Regions from separate parts of the Zea mays genome. Here region 2 is linked to region 1. A link is a contact called in public Hi-C data. All regions are on one chromosome and are shown on one strand. Each heading gives the region's core, a stretch centred on a gene start, on an enhancer-like site or on the middle of the called end of the contact. The rest is flanking DNA. Distances are from core to core; before and after follow the strand shown. Region 1 holds the start of LOC100279763. Region 2 holds the start of LOC100283187 (adenyl cyclase).

What was found. A called contact is a pair of places that touch in the nucleus more often than the background predicts.
Region 2: a Hi-C map of leaf mesophyll shows a contact between it and region 1, with 2.5 times the contacts expected there. The contact joins the promoter of LOC100283187 here to the promoter of LOC100279763 in region 1. A contact is called at or near these places in 6 of 25 Hi-C or Micro-C datasets (ear, endosperm, leaf and 3 more).

The regions. Positions count from the first base shown.
Region 1 is chr7:180,935,083-180,939,128 of Zm-B73-REFERENCE-NAM-5.0, reverse strand. LOC100279763 reads left to right here and starts at 1,452. Exons shown (of 26, transcript NM_001152721.2): 1 at 1,452-1,607; 2 at 1,717-1,929; 3 at 2,087-2,260. The coding sequence starts at 1,545.
Region 2 is chr7:181,096,973-181,101,579 of Zm-B73-REFERENCE-NAM-5.0, reverse strand. LOC100283187 (adenyl cyclase) reads left to right here and starts at 1,804. Exons shown (of 11, transcript NM_001156089.2): 1 at 1,804-2,118; 2 at 2,828-2,941; 3 at 3,483-3,634; 4 at 4,149-4,242. The coding sequence starts at 1,911. It also overlaps the pseudogene LOC111589887.

The DNA of each region.
Region 1 (4,046 bases), core at 203-2,702:
ACGATGAAAAAACAAAATAAAAAGTGCTCCAGGAATACGTGCTAGACGTATGCCGCGCCTGCTTGGTCTGTATGCACGTGGCCTGCTCCACTAGCTACGCTTCTGGCGCGCGTATCTGATGAGTCTAGCTGAGAAACCATTTTTACATGTCTGGAGCCCGGTTGTGTTATGCAGGAAAACAAACAAGAGATGCTTTATGAATTCGCGGCTGCAAGAGCTCGGTAGACGCAGGAAACGTCTCTCCATCCAAATATGGCTACGCAGATGCTGCATGGCACTAATCGTTGGATCTCCATCCAAAATTAAATACAAAATGTTAATCTTTTGAGTTGGAGCTGCTAATCTTTTGTTGTTTTATTGGTCAGCAATACAATATATGCCTATCTCCATCCAAAATTAAAGACAAACCGATCTACCATCGAAGATTTGTCTCCCAACCAGAGTAATATGGCTATGCAAATGCTTTCTGCTAATGGAGTTGTCAACAACCTGATGGCGAAGATCGTCTCGCTGCTCAGCTGCAGGATGATCAGAGTAGCACAACCTCTGTCCATGCCACACGCCCACACGGCGGCTGCAGCCATGGCCCATGGCCGACTCACTCACTCAGACAGAGAACCCAGCCACTGCAGTTCATGTTGCGCCTGCAAGCGAACGCAGGCCGTGATTTTTTAATGCTCCTTCACCTGGTCAACCACAGTTCATGTTATGCCTGCAAGCGAACGCAGGCCGTGATTTCTTTAGTGCTCCTTCACCTGATCGATTAACACGCAAGAATCAAGTTGTTCCCACGGCACAGGACGTCTTAGTCCTAATAGGAGAACAGGCAACGACAAGTAGAGAACAGACAACGTCAAAGGATCATCCTCCTTACCTCTCTCCTCTGTGGCTGCAGACCGCGTCACCGGCTCCTGGTCCGCTGCCGATGCGTCCCAGCGATGGAGAGAGGCGACGTGGAGACAGAGCGTGTGGAGATGGAGGGCGATGGAGCGTGGGCGCGTGAGCAGTAACAGATCTCAGCCAACGACACAAACCTAGCCGCTATGCTGCTGCTGGACTGGCGCAAGGACGATATCAGTGTTTTAGTTAAACATAAATCAGTGGACGATATCAAATATCTAACCAACCGTATAGGCTGCAGCATTAACAGGAGGACAGGTTTGAATTGAGGGGGATTAGATTTTTTGCTAGTCAAAATTGAGCAGAAAGGATTTAAAATCTCCGTCAATCCTCTCTTCATTCAACTTTCAAATCTCCGAATGGGCCTTCTACCCATCCTTCCTCAGTTATGGGTTACCCTGGACCGGACACACGCACACTGGGCCGAACTAGAACGACCCGTCTGCTCCTTGTCGCTGACGCAGTAACGCTGATGGAGGTTGTGGACCTGGACCACGCACCATCGACATACACACACACACACACCAGCTGTGCTTACGCTACGCGGTCGCCAACCGCTCCCCACCGCCAGCCGGATCTCCTGAGAGGCGACGCCGCGACTGCCGGACGGCAACCCTGCTCCTCCGCCGGTGCCCTCCCGCACGATGAGCCGCAGCGGGCCTCGCCGCGGCATCTTCGATGGCCTCCCCATCCCGGCCGACAAATCCGTAAGCCCCCTTCTTTGCTTCCCCACCGTCGTTCGTTCCTCGCGTTGGATATTCCGGAACTGTAGTCGTCGGAAATGCTAATTCCCGTCGTCTCCGTGCGGGGGCGCAGTACCTCAAGGAAAGCCTGTCGCGGATCGACGAGAGCTGGGCGGCCGCGCGGTTCGACTCGCTGCCGCACGTCGTGCACATCCTCACCTCCAAGGACCGCGAGGGCGAGATCCAGTTCCTCAAAGAGCAGAGCGACCTCATCGAGGACGTCGTGGACGAGGTCGTGCACGCCTACCACCACGGCTTCAACAAGGCCATCCAGAACTACTCCCAGGTTCGTCGCAGTCCGCCCACCCACCTAGGAATCCCTTTCGTTTTGTTTATTTCCCTGATGGTGAGGACCGAGGAGCCCTCTAGCCATGTGTACCTAAAGTCAAATGGCTGTAGGTTTAATTTCCGTTTTCCTCTTCATTCATGCGCCGTGGCTACAGATCCTGCGGCTGTTCAGCGAGTCTGCAGAGAGCATTACCGGACTCAAGGGGGAGATGGAGGAGGCGAAGAAGCTGCTTGGCAGGAAGAATAAGCACCTCGGCCAGTTGTGGTACCGCTCCCTCACACTGCGCCATGTGCTATCCCTTTTGGATCAGGTCGAGGATGTTGCCAAGGTCAGTGTGTAAGCATCGTCCCTTCCGATTATGTGCTCTTGCCGACAAGATCATGGGCATGTTTTGTTCTCGGTTCCAATTGGCCTTTGGCCGATCCAAATTTTGGCTGGCCAAACTGTTTCGACGTAGAGCTCTGTGAGTAAACTAGTATCCAAATGCTGACAGTCAGAATGTATGAACCATTTTCAATCATTTATGGAAAGGAGAAGTCTAGGAGATCGTGCATGGTGCCATTATTATATTGTACGCATGCGAGCAAATTTCATGCTGAACAGCTAACCTTTCCACCTTGGACTTCTTGCACAATCTAAGTAGGTGTATTTAGTAACCATATCGTGAATGTGTCTCATACATATTCCTCTAGGGCTCTTGCAGAATCCAATGGTTTATGGATTATGTTTTGACCTCCCTTCTGTTAAAGATCCGCGACAAAGTTTCTAAGTTGAGTTTGATCTTTGAAGTGCAAAATTGTTTTGATCATACCTTGAGGACATCCTAAAAGCAGGTTTGGGATTCATATAACGAGTTTTTAATGAGACAAACAAGTTCTAGGGTCAAAGGCAATATGAATGACATGTTAGATTCAAGTATTCAACAGGATCTCTAGGAGTAGATCAGTGGGGTAAACTGTGTTCTGTAGGGTAATTTCAGGTTCTTAACTAATATATCAAAACAGTATTAGATTGTTACCGTCAGTAGGAAGCGCATGCATGTTGGAGGATGCATATCCAGCCGCCATCAGGTTCGTTGGTGAAGACTGCGCTAGGGCAGCGACAGTCGGTGCAGCGAGGTTAGCAACAGCGAAGAACGGCGGTGTCTTCCCGTCACTGGCTGCGCACCCTCTCTCAGATCGGTGTTAGGGTTTGTCGGTGGGGAATGCGGCTCTAGCGAACTGCGTCATCTAAGCCGCCGGCCCCCACTCTTTTATTTATAGCGCAGTGTGACAGGGGCCCACCAACCATGTAGGGTTGGGCACCCTCGATCAGGGTGCGATCAAAGGCCCAAGATGACCGTTGGGCCCATCTTGGTGGAGATCAATCCAACATTCTCTCCCTTGATCTCATATTTAACTGTAACTTTTTTACTTTACTCGTTCCATCACAGATAAGTGCATAGAGAATGTTTCATCGTTACGGTCAATCGCCGATAGATTTAACAGCTGCAATACACATCTCTGGTTTGAAACAGTTACATTAACTTTAGCCCCCTTTATAGTCCAGGAATCATAGGCTTTCCCTTAAACCCATGCCAGCTACATGTTCTCTGAACACATTGGGTGGTAAGCCTTTTGAAAGCGGATCCGCGAGCATCTTTTTAGTTCTTATAGGCTCAAGACTTACTATTTGATCCCATACTTTATCGTTCACAACATAGAACTTTATGTCAATGTGTTTGGCAGCACCACTTGACCTATTGTTGTGAGCATACCATAGTTGTTAAGGTGGCAAGGCGAGGTAAGGCGACTGACCCCCTTTTTATCTTTTAAGCGATAAAGCGTGAGGCGAGGCGACGCCTGAAATATAGTTAAAAATAGAAAAAATATTGATATTTGAGAAAGTATCTAGGATACAGACATTAATAGAGAAATGAAAAGATAAAAGAAAAAGAAAAACCTAGCTTCCATCCATGGTTATTAAAGCGGTAAAACGTTAAAACGTTATGAACCAACTTTTTAACATTTAAACGTTTAAACGAACGTTGAAACGTCTTTTCAGACTTGACATAGAAGTTTAAATATAAAATAAGTTCATACATAAGTTGAGTACTTGAGTTCACAAACCAAATT
Region 2 (4,607 bases), core at 555-3,054, 160 kb before region 1:
CAACGACTATAAGTGCATTAAATGTGTCGTCATATGTCAGATAAAGCAATCGTGGACGGTCCGACCGTGCACCCCGGACAGTCCACGAGGACGCTAATTTTTTTTACCGAACCGCGCACCTTCGGGTTTCTCTGGTTTCTAACGAGCGGGCGGTCTACGCCTGAGGGCTAGACAGTCTGCGCTTAGTCTCGGATGGTATTCTTCTCTCCTTCGAACAGTCCGTAGTAGAAGTTCTAAAATTTGCATAGTTCCTGCTCAAGATGCACCGAGGTGTCGCAGACGATCCACCTAAAGGGCCCAGGCGGTCCGCGCATAGGTGATTTCTTTAGAAAGCTCTACTGTCCAGAATAATCTACGTTATTTCGAACATTAGACTTAAATTTGAGATGGATAGACTTATGCACTTGTGAAACAACCAACTAGGCAAACTAGTTAGTCCATTAGATTGTGATGGTCATTAATCATCGAAATCAATTTAGAGAAAATGGTAAAAGGTCATTTCCCTTTCATTAGGGTTTTTTATAACTTATCTAAGGGCTAGTTTGGGAGTCCAAATACCGAAGGAGATTGGAAGGGCTAAAATCCCCTCCTTATTCAAAGCCCTCTAACCCCCTCCGGTTTTGTGGCTCCCAAACTAGCCCTAAATGTTTAAATGTCCAAAGTTCATTTACTACTCAACATGCCCTTTTTCTCTAAGTCTAGATTATTTATTTGTATTTGATCTTCTAAATTCAACAAGTCAATTCTACAACCAAACACTTAGCAAAATAGTTAGTTCATGAGGTTGTGATGGTCATCAAACACCAAAACCAATATAAAAATGGATCAAAGGCGCATTTCCCTTTCAGAAACTTCAATTGAGATGTGCTGACATGTTTGCACAGCAAAAGGTCAACAATGTATGTAGCTGAATGTGAAACATTACTATTTACTAGTACAATACATGTGTGTTGCGAGGGTACACAAGAACAAATATTACACTTATCTTAGCCAAAAGGCCTAGAAAGATATAATAAGTTGAAAAGGAGTACGACCCTCTTCTATATAGTTCGCTCGGTCGCTCGTTCAACTTTATATAGCGGGTTGGTACTATGAGGGAGCGCTGTGTTGAGTACGACTTCCTGTCGTGTTGGGCTTAGGTGGTTCTCACAACATGTAGGGTAATGACTGACTATGGTGGTTTTTACGACCTATCTATGGGGTAACGACCAACTGGTAGAGGAATAGATCTACACGCTTCACGCGTAACGCGGGACGACCTTTAAAATCGGCACTTTATAGTAGTAGAGAAAAGAGAGGAGTAAAATATAAATTTATGTAAGACTGTATATAAGCTTGATCCTATAAATAGATGAAAAGTATGGTCGCTAGAATGATTGGTCCATTAGCATAATTTACACGTGACACCATCATATATCACCTAAGAGCTTAACCATATACTTAAAAAGGTTAAAATTGTTTATTATTTAGAATATAAGGGTATATTTTATCTCCTGATAGTGTTGTAAAATATGTTTTCTTACAAATGGATCATGGTCCACTCAAGAAATGCATACAACCCTAGTGTTTTATTTGAATACATATGTATTGATTTTAATCTATATGTGTTATAGCTCAGTGTGAATTTTAGTCTAAATTTTATATCAAGCCCCTTTTAGAATGCAAGGTATTTTCTGTGAAAATAAACTGATCTATGATCTTTGTATGATTTCCCTTTCTTTAAAACTTCTACGTTCCAAAGAAGACCTAAATCTACTCCAAACCAACAAGGCCGCATAACTTGAGCCCAATTACCAAAATGACACCAACCGATTAAACTCACAGCCCAACTCCTCTTCTCGCCCTCGTCTGACTTCGTTTCGGACCTCCCCAGTTTTTCCCCTCCGGCCGCCGCCGGAGAAGCAGAAGCCATGCAGGTCGCCGCCGCGCGCGCCCGCCGCCTCCTCGCCTTACCGGCGGCCTCGGGGATCCCCGGAATACTCTCCGGACCGATCCCAGGGCGCGCATCATGCGCCGAGGGCGTTCTCCTTTACCGTCTCAATGGCGCTCCCGCTTCGCCGTCTTCTCCGCAGCATACCAGGGGCTTCTCCTCCTCCTGCTTCGCCTCCCGATCACACTGTGAGCTCCCTCACCTGATATCTATAAAATGTGTGCTCTGCGCCTTGCTTCCCAGTGTGCTGCTCGCGGGTTTGCCTGGCACGACATTTCGTCAAACTGGTGGTGGGCGCGCGGAGTGGCATGTCCATTGTACGGCCTCGAATCTCGAAGGGCTCCCGCGTTCGCTTGTATTTCATTTTTCGTGTTCTTACTGGAAGTGGTAAAGGTCTTTGAGCGGCGGAGAAGTGCATCATTCTGTCGACCTTGTGGCTATCGCTTATGATTGATAGTTTTAGATGCGTGTGATCCATGAGTACGTTCCTTGGGGATTAGCTGATGTGTGTGTGATTGAAACTTGAAGTCGGGTTTGATGAGAGACAAGTTCGTGGATGGAATGAGCATGAGTCGTCTATTGACTTGTTGCACTCTAATTTGCTTTGCTTCATTTCCTTGTAGTGATATATGCTTCCATCCCATCACTTTTGATACCCTGTTGCCTCTTGTCCATCTCGAGCATTGTTTGCTTGGATTAATATTGATCTTTCCTTAAAGAAAAGAGGGTGCTGCAAACATTCTGCAAAGCATCTGAAATTCTGAACTAACTGATCTTTAAGTGACTTTAGCTATTGCAGTGAAATGTTTCACTAATGACCATTTTTTGGGTCCATCATTGATTAAATTAGTTTTGATTGATTAATCCATGCTGACTAATTGCTGTTTATTAATTTAGGTAACCTCCCATCGCCTACCATAGCTTCTCAATGGTTGAATGAGAAATCAGTACACTGTCACATGACGACAGCACACTTCTCAACGGAAGCAAGTGACATGGACCACCCTACAGGTTATCTATTAACTTATTCAGTTTATTCAAGAAGGCCCACTATCGAGATAAGTAGCAGCTTTTCCATACTATTGCTAATTTAGCGACAAAAAGACCCTTTGCATAGGAATTATCTAACTGGCAACCATTTGCTAACTGGACGTTTCGTTTAGACTTTAGACTCATTAATCTATTTTACCATCTTGCTGGTTATCTTTGAATCAAGTTTTTTTTCCATGCAGTCATACATTACTGTAATCCAGAAAATGCAGATTTTTTCCTGACCTTAATGCTAATTGAATTTTATGTATGATCTGCTAATTTTTCCCAGTTGGCTCTTGCTAGATCCATGAAGTGACATTTTGCTTTTAGATGTTTTTTGTGTGTAAAGTTACATCGTTGCAGATAAATTCAACAAATACAGAGTCTTTGAGATATTCTGTTGGTTTTTATTATGTATTTCTTCTCGTGTGCATTTTTCTTCATGCATTCTATAATTATTCAAAGAATGGATTTCCTGAAGTTTGATACTACCATTTGTCCATGTCATGGATCGCCACAGAAGCTGTAGAGGAGATGTACCAGAAAATGTTGAAATCTGTTGAAGCTGAGACCATGCCTCCAAATGCCTGGTTGTGGTCAATGATTGATAGCTGCTCCAATAAGGAGGACATCAAACTTCTTTTTCAAATTTTGCAGAAACTCAGGGTATTTGTAAGTCCCATTCATATTCCTCATACATGTAAAATGGTTCATTACTTCATTGTATATTTTGTGTACCAAGTTACAGTACCATTATGAGTGCATATGCGAATTTGTTGGTATCATCACCCCTCTTGTGGTGATGGCTACAAATATCTAATCTTGATCTCTAGAGTTATTTTCTTTATTTATTTGCAAAGAAGTGTTCATTCAGCTGAGTTAACAGAGTTCCTATTACATTTAGCCGTATTGATAAATTTGAACACACTTATGGAATAAAGGTATGTGGTCTGGGCTCTGGAGTTATGGTGTTGGCTGAATTATCAAGGTTCTTTTAGATTGGTGACGCAGGATAAGAAAGATAAATGGTTTCTATGCCTGTCCTTTTTATTCCTTGTACTTAAGACTTAGTAGCTTTCTTTCATTGTAATTGATGTTCTCATAGATGAGCAAGTATGTTCTTTCTCTCCTAAATTTTGTTCTGTTACTATAAGCTATCTTAAATTCAAACTTATTATTGGTCCAGAGACTATCAAATCTTCGCATCAGTGCAAACTTCAATGAGCATCTCTGCAGAAAAGTAACTGAGGCTTGTGCTCGTGTAGGCGCCGTTGACTATGGTACAATCCCTTTTAAACACCAACGAGATCATCTTTTTATCTGATATGGGCTGGGTGCATATTTCCATTTCTTTATCCATTTCTGTTGAATCTGGTTTGTAATGGATTTTCTATGTACAATTTTAGGATTTTCTGAGAGAAACTTGTGCCTTGCATCTTAATGAAAAAAATGCTGCATGTCTTTTTGCTACTAACGATATGTTATATTGAAGACATTGTTTTTTTCTAGCAACCTTTGAATGAGCTATCAAGTTCATTTTTAAGATGATAATACTACATAAGGTTGAAATGCTAAAGGATATATGACACCTGTTCTGGTTCATAAAAGGCATTAACTTTGATGTTGTGCCACTTTTCAGTTTTGT